Regions from separate parts of the Anas platyrhynchos genome. Here region 1 is linked to region 2. The links are chromatin contacts, called in public Hi-C maps. All regions are on one chromosome and are shown on one strand. The core of a region is the stretch at or near the end of the contact, and the rest is flanking DNA. Distances in the headings are between cores, read along the strand shown. Region 1 holds the start of MBOAT2 (membrane bound glycerophospholipid O-acyltransferase 2). Region 2 overlaps MBOAT2 (membrane bound glycerophospholipid O-acyltransferase 2).

Evidence for each region. A called contact is a pair of places that touch in the nucleus more often than the background predicts.
Region 1: a contact with region 2 is called in a Hi-C map of F5 follicle, with 2.1 times the contacts expected there. The contact joins the promoter of MBOAT2 here to the enhancer-like site in region 2. A contact is called at or near these places in 4 of 8 Hi-C or Micro-C datasets (F5 follicle, liver, skeletal muscle and 1 more).

What each region holds. Positions count from the first base shown.
Region 1 is chr3:104,728,293-104,732,108 of IASCAAS_PekinDuck_T2T, reverse strand. MBOAT2 (membrane bound glycerophospholipid O-acyltransferase 2) reads left to right here and starts at 2,286. Exons shown (of 13, transcript XM_027455207.3): 1 at 2,286-2,506. The coding sequence starts at 2,435.
Region 2 is chr3:104,680,033-104,683,814 of IASCAAS_PekinDuck_T2T, reverse strand. All of the region lies in intron 3 of MBOAT2 (membrane bound glycerophospholipid O-acyltransferase 2), which reads left to right. Among named protein-coding and RNA genes, the nearest start is that of MBOAT2, 48 kb to the left of the region's middle. Within about 2 kb of position 1,269, at least 3 of the 8 cell types and tissues checked have an H3K27ac peak or open chromatin away from gene starts, as enhancers often do. A contact at or near this core is called in F5 follicle and small yellow follicle, where this site is marked.

The sequences.
Region 1 (3,816 bases), core at 1,037-3,536, 47 kb before region 2:
AGACAATTTGTTAATTGAAACCAAGATTTTCATTCAGTAGGTCAATTACTTGCTGGGAATATTTCATGAAACTCTCAGTAACACCACCTCCATGGATTTATATAGATGCACCAGAATCGTTCCTTGTGACTAGACTATGATTCAGAATTAGCTATCAGCCTTCTCTAAAGCAGCCCTTCTGCAGTTTCATGTGAGAATGTTTAGGTTAAGATTTCCAAAGATTTGTGCGTAGGTATATGTCTACTTATTAAAGCAGGTACAATGAGCTTAGTCTTTATATGCATATATTCATATGTATAGGCTAATGCAGACTGAGTCTAGTGGTACTGCACTCCCCTAAAGTTACTCACATGTATATACATTTGCAGGCTCAGATTTAATGAACTGATTCAGAATTAATTGGGAAAAGGTGGAGGTTATTTTTTTTTTCTCTTTCTGAAAGCAGCTCTCTTTCCTTTACTACAAAAACATCATGCAATTTCTTCTGAAGCTGCAGATGCTACCACAATTGTAATTGCCTGTCACGCGGTGAAGAAATCTAATTAAAACCACTTATTTGTACCTATTAACCAGTCTCTTTAAACGCAGACAAAAGACCGTACCAGAAGCTAAAACATAAGTGCAGAGTGTGGTCTTCAATTCAGTAAGAGAAACACCGGATGTTTTCAGATAATTACACTTACCTCCATTTTCCAGTTACTACCAATTAGCATTAACTGTGAACTTAAATGGGTATGCAAATCACTCCACCTCAATGCTATTCCAGACTGGTTCAGGCTGTTGGCATGATATGGGACAAGGCATTTCATCTTTCACATACTTAAAATGAAATTCTCACTACAGGTTATAGCATAGCTTACAGATAAAGTACACAATAATTGTAAAAAAGAATGTTTAATAAAGTGCAAGGAATAACCAGGTTTCTCTCGAGAGTCAAGATTCTTAAGCATTTATAGATAAGGGCAGTATGTTCCTTTGTAAGCTCCTTCTCTACATCATTTAGAACAACAAAGGTAAAAGCTGATTTTACAAGAATAAACGTGAACACTAACACAACAGAAAACTCTGATATAAAAGCAGGGCAGAGTACTAAACCAGAAACATTTAATAAATACCCTGCTGCACGAGATCATCTGGCAGAGGTTGCTGCATGTCCTCGCATCAAGTCACTGAAGACTTCTCTTTGTTTCACATTATAGAGCATTCACTGGGCAGGAGGAAGGGCTGTGCTACACACACGTTTGTTACTGCTGGTGTGATTCTGTAGGGAAACTACTGCTAGCCTGAACCTACTGGAAAGGCACTTGGGATTGTAGTGTTTCAGGTTTCTGTATGTAAGAAGCAGGCCCTTAATAAACCACAAACTGTGGCTTATAGGTAGACATATATAGGCTTATGGTAGACAGCCCTCCTTAAGTCAATGGGTGGTTGTAGGTCCATTTTTGGATTTTTTTGAGAACTCTTTAGGATACTGTGAACTGGAGCAGGTCTTCTGTGAGGAGAGGCTAAGAGAGCTGGGACTGCTCCCCGCCTGGAGAAGAGGAGGCTCAGGGGTCTGGCATCAGGGTCTGTAAATACTTGAAGGGGGGCTGCAAAGATGGAGCCAGGCTCTGCCCAGTGGTGCCCAGTGCCAGGACAAGAGGCAGTGGGCAGAAACTGGAGCAGAGGAGGTTTCATTTGAACACCAGGAGCCCTCCTGTGCTGTGTGGGCTGCCCAGCGAGGCGGTGGGGTCTCCTCCTTAGGGACCTTCAGCACCACCTGGCCGTGGTGCTGGGCACCCTGCTCTGGGTGGCCCTGCTGGACCAGGGGCTGGGCCGGGGGCCTCGGGAGGTCCCTGCCCACCTGAAGCCCTCTCTGGACACGGGAAGCCGGACGGGGGCTGTCCCCGGGGGCTGTCACCCCAGACCTGCCGCCCTGAGGCAGCCTCCCCGGCCCTGCGCGCTACCTGCGCGCAGCCCCACCTCACCGTCCCGCAGCCAAGGCGGGGCCGCCCTGCGCTTCGCTTCCCCTCACCTCACCCACCCCATCCCCAAACCACCCCCATCCCAAACCCACCCCCATTATCCCCAAACCCCATCCCCACCGCCCCCTCCCCGGAGCCACCACCCGCACACCCCCCTCCCCTCACCCCCACCACCGCCCCTCCCGCCTCCATCTCCCCCCTCCCCACAGCCCCCTCCCGCCCAGCCGCTCGGCCCCTCCCACACCCTTCGGATACGCCTCGCGATTGGTCCGACCCTCCCGTCACTCCGCGACGGCCGCGCTCTGCGATTGGCCGGCGGCGCCGTCAGTCTGCGGCGGGGGCCGCGCTCGGCCCCTTGTTGTCAGGGCTCCGTGCGGGGCCGCGGCCGCCGTTGTTGCCGTTAGCGGCGGGTGAGGGCAGCGCCGCCTCCGGCCTCAGCCCACGGGGGAGCGGGGCGCCGCCGCCGCACCATGGCCACCAGCACCACGGGCTCCACGCTGCTGCAGCCCCTCAGCAACGCCGTGCGCCTGCCCGTCGACCAGGTGAGGCTGAGGGGAGCGCCCAGCCATCCGCTGATGCATTTGGGGGGGGGGGGGGGCACGCACCGAGCCCGGAGCCCTCTCATCGCCTCACACCCCCCCCAATCAGCCTCCTGTGAGGTGAAAGGGGGCGACCAGGATCCTAGAGTCGGTTTTTGGGGTGTGGGGGGTGTGGGGTGAGCCCCCCCGGCAGCCACAGCCTGTGGTGGCTGGGTATTGTGTGGTAGGAGGGGTCCTGGGGGTGCTTGGTGGGGCTGGGGAATTAATTTTATTTTATTTTATTTTTGTGTGGAGGTTTTGTATTTTTTTTTGCTTTTGGGGGGGATTGGGGTGGTGTGGGGTGGTTGTGGGGGGAACGGTGCCCTATAGGGGCTTATATAGGGGCTTATAGGGGATGTATATTTATAGGGGCTTATAAAGGTGTGAGGGGTTTGGAAGTGGCTCCTCGCTTACAGCACCGAGGAACTTCCTATGGGGAATTCTTGGGGGAAAAAATAATCGGTGGTAACGTGTGAATGAATGGAGCAGGTCAGGAGGTGCCCTCACGTAGAGGGAGGTGGTGGTTCCTCTCTGTAAAACGAGTGGAAAAAAGCAATGGGATGCCAAACACAGAGCGAGGAGCGCGTTTAGTGACTTTTGGAAGTGCCCAAACTACGTGCTTTTTCTCGTTTTCCTTCCTTTTGTTCAAACGGAGGTGAGGCAACCTGAGGTTAAATACACCTACGGAAATATCTCTTCTAGAAACCTGCCAAAAGCCGGTGGATTTGAGCCGGGCTGGTGGGGTGGATGTGGTGCGCAAGTTGCGGTGCTGCCCGCATCCTGGGCTGGTGGTGCCACATGGCTCCGTGCCTCCGACCTGTGGAGTCCTTCCAGGCAGGTGCCACACACAGATTGCCATTAAATGGGCACTTCCTCAGGGTACCGTAAAAGAAATAATAAGAGGTGACCCTCTCTTCGTGGCGTGATGCTGGTGTCGTGTAATTATCTATTCATAACAGCAGCCATAAATTTAATGGCTTCGTGACGTGGTGCTGCTTCTACCCAATTTATTTTAAGTCCTGCTGATATGGCATTTTGATGGTAATGAAGTTACTTTTTATCAAAGCCTGGAAAACTTCCCTGTATTGAATGTGTTGCAACAGATGCCCCTGGAAAGGCAAGATGGTTTTGTAAAGCGCTGTGCTTGAAGCTCTGAAGCTTTGGGGGATAATCACAATGGAGGGTGGCTAACCACAGGGTTTAAAAGACTTTCTGATAAGCGGCTAAAAATATACATGTTTTGTTTTTTCCACATCAGTGGACCATAGAAAATG
Region 2 (3,782 bases), core at 20-2,519:
TCTCACGGAGGTTGAGGAGGGTGGAATGACCAGGTAGCTCATCGCCAAAGCACGATGGTTTAAGCACTTCCTTCTGGCCACAGCCTAATAGGCACTCCGGTTTTGTCTATTTTGGTGTTTTTTCAATGCATTTTGGATCTCCGTTTGAAGTAATGAGAGGACAGACTAGCATATGGGTCAGAAGGCTTCCAGATGAATTACAAGGATTAATATTGCTCACGTTTTAGAGGGTGGTCTCTTGAAACAAGAGAATTGCGACTTGCTTAAGGCCACATAATCTGACTCTGTGACTGGTTATCTGCACCCTTAAAGCTGCTCCATGTGCTAAGCAATCCAGAGGATGTACGTCAGTGGTGTATCTATACTTTGAACAGGAATTGTGTAAATAAGGAATCTCTTCTGCCTCTAACAACAACAGGTTGGGGCAGGCTAGCTTACCCTGTGAAATGTTACACAGCCAGAAGTAATTCTAATCAGTATTTTTATTGGCCTGGACTTGATGCTGACAGAATTAGATGTTGAGCTTTGGCACTTTGGACCTTTTTGCTTGATGTTTTTCCCTCAGAAGTTTCGCAAACATACTGTATGTTGTAACTGCATCGAGTGGAGTTTTGCAGTGTGAGCAATGAGAGCTAATTACGCTCATTAGGAGTGAAGCAGCTAATATAGCTGCATTTAATAACAAGTCAGCTCTGACCCTAGGGACAAGACTTTATTTCTTAGCAATTTTTACCTTGGCACAAGCAATGGGAAAAAAGCAAAGCACCTAACCCAGGCAGGAACTTTCAGCACAGGGCTGGAACACGGCCACGGGGAAACTCTGAGGCTATTCTGTCACCTTTTCTGAAAATCAATTTAAGAAAAAATTGTGTGATGCTATGTGGTGGTCAGGTCTGCCTTTTAAAGCCGTGTAACTAGACGTTTAAAAAAATAAGCCTATATTGTTTCCTAATGTAATGGAAGGAATGCATTTTGACTGGACATGAAAGCTTTGTTTCAAGGCTAAATCTGTAGGATGTGCCGACTTGCTGGTGAAAAAGTGCCCTGGGCTGGTTGGTTTATTTAACTTTCTTCCAGCAAGATAGCGTACTATGCTGTTGTCCTTCCACGGCAAGGGAAGAACCTAAAATAACAAAAGCTGTTACGACAGCTCCCGAAGGGTGGCTTTGTCAAGGTCATGGTTCCTATTTTCATTGGATTTTGTGCAAATAGAGATAGGTATGCTAGGTACTTGGCCAAATATTTTATTTATAAGATGACGAGTCCCCCCAGAAGTGTAAAATCAAACAAAAATGCAACTCCTGCCCCTGGTTATACAAATACAGCCAGCTAATGTATGTTGTGGTTAGCCTGGGACCGTGACTGGTTGGTGTATGCAAAGCTCTGGGCTTAGCTGACGGATGTGGTTGCTCTTTCTTAGCTGGCACACCAAAGGCTCTGAGGGACACGGGGACTGAAGCTTTGCATCTGCAGGTGCTTCTGCTTGATCATTCTTCAGTACCTAATTTTTATGGAGTTTTGCTGGAAACTTAGAAATGCTGACCAGCTATTTCTGCCCTGTGTTCGGAGCAGCAGAAGGTGGTAAAGATAAGGGTGTGCATATTTTTGAGGAGTGAGGGGAGTTTATAGAAGGTTATTAAATGTGTGGATGCCATGCTTGACTCCAGGCTTCTAAGATGCTGATGGCTTGAGCCTTGGAGAGCACTGAGAAGTGGTTTCTCTCCTTGATCTGCTTGTGTGCTTGCATGGGCATCTGCATTTAGCCACTTCTGGGGAGGAACACAAACCTGGATGCTGAGCTAGCTGGAGAGTTAGCCTGACCTAGTACTGCTGCTTGTATGGGGCCTTTATGTCCTTCTTAGTTATAGATGAGGTGCTGGGCAAAATAGCAGGATTATCAAATGGAATGAATTAATAAGGCCACACTAAATTAAAAAGGGGTTGCCTGTAAAAGCAAAACTAGCCATTCAACCAAAACCTGCTTATTTATTTCAGTGGAAGGTGGTCTGTGCTGGTGTGAACTGTGCTAGTGGTTCTGTTGTTTGTGGAGACAATCAAGAAGATTATACAGGGACGAGCTTTAGGAAATATTCTCCACTGGCAGAAATGATGCCCAGGAATCCATTAAATGTAGTCATTCTGGTTAGCAATACGGAGTGTAATAGAAAATATATATTGAATTCCATGGAGAAGTTCAGAAACCAAAAGAAAATCCATGTGGTGTAGAAGAACTAAAGCCTGTGCATGTCTGTATGTGTGTGTTTATAAGTTTGTGTGTGTATATATATAAATAAATAAAGCACCTTTTGGTATACATATGTAGACTCGTGTGTGTATATATATATTTACAGGTTAAAAAAAAAGCTTTTTTTGACGTTACTCAACACCAAAAAAGATTGGACAAGAAGTAATGCTATAGGGCAATGCATTTTCTTTGCTAATAAGAGAGACCTTTGCATTTTTTTTTAAGCAAACTTAAACGGAAATTCTCTTTATCTGCATGTTCTGCAGAGTACCATTGGTAGAGGCAGATTAGTATTTTTTTAATATATTATAAAATGTGTGTATATATATGGAATGTTACATTTAATGTATAATACATTAAAACATAAACTTCATTACTTAATATTTTTGTTTTTAAAAGGATTGAATTCAATGGGGAAAATAAATATGACTATTTTTAGTTGTCTGTGAAGTTCAAAATAGCAATTAAAATATAATATGGCAGACTTGTACAGCAAAAAACCTTTCTAATGGGATATCTAGTTTTGTTTGCTTATAATCTATTTTCTGGTGTATGAGGGCGTTGGTGGTGGTTTTCTTTTCTTTTGGTTGTTTTTGTTTTTAAACTTTAAAGCTGAAGTTAGACATATCAGACAATCTGTTCTGCTTTCTGCTATTTCATTACTGCAGTGTCTCAGACATGCCTGATTTCGTTGCATCTGTTGATAGATAAGCAAGGTCATTTTGACAGAGATCCTGTGAATTAGTCCTAGACAAATTCTAAATTCATGTCTTTGTGTCTAATATTTATATATAGTACAATGTGCATTACAGGTCACTGTGTCTTAGTTATTAGTATAACCATATTGCAACTTGTTTTTAGTAATTCTTGTCCAATGTGAATTACTTCTGTAATTCTGCTCATGAGAATGTTATTTACCTAGTAGCAGGTATAGGTAGAAGAATAACACTGATTTTTTTTTTTTTTAAGATCAACAGCTTTTGTACTGGAGGAGAAAATTTAATATTGAGTAATGTTGCATTCATGTACAGCATATGATTAATGTGGTAGTTGGGTAAAAGAACTTCATGTATTTGAGCTCTGCAAAACTTTACTCATTTTTCTGATCTTTTCTGTGGGGTGTTTTTGGTGAAACGGTCCGTTAGCTTGTTTTCTGGTTCCTTAACATCAGGACAGCATACAGGAAGGGTACTCCTGGATGTTTTTGAAGCATTTTCACATCTGGTTTGAATCCTTTCAAGTATACCTGAACACGCACAGGAGTTGAGATGCTCAGCAAGTTGCACCATAAACCTGCAGGAGAAACAGGACTGACGCAAGCTGTTCTAAACCTTTTAGCTCTCCTCTGGGGAGAACACATTGCTCTACTTTCCCTGGTCGAGTTACAGTTCTCATTAACAAGGCATACGGTGTTGCGTGGCAGAAGTGCAGTGATTCACTTGGAAAATGAAAACCATTGTATGGACTACTGCAAGTTCTTCCATCTGCTTCATCGGTCAAAAATCTGAACTCTTGAGAGCTCTGTGTAATTTGGGGC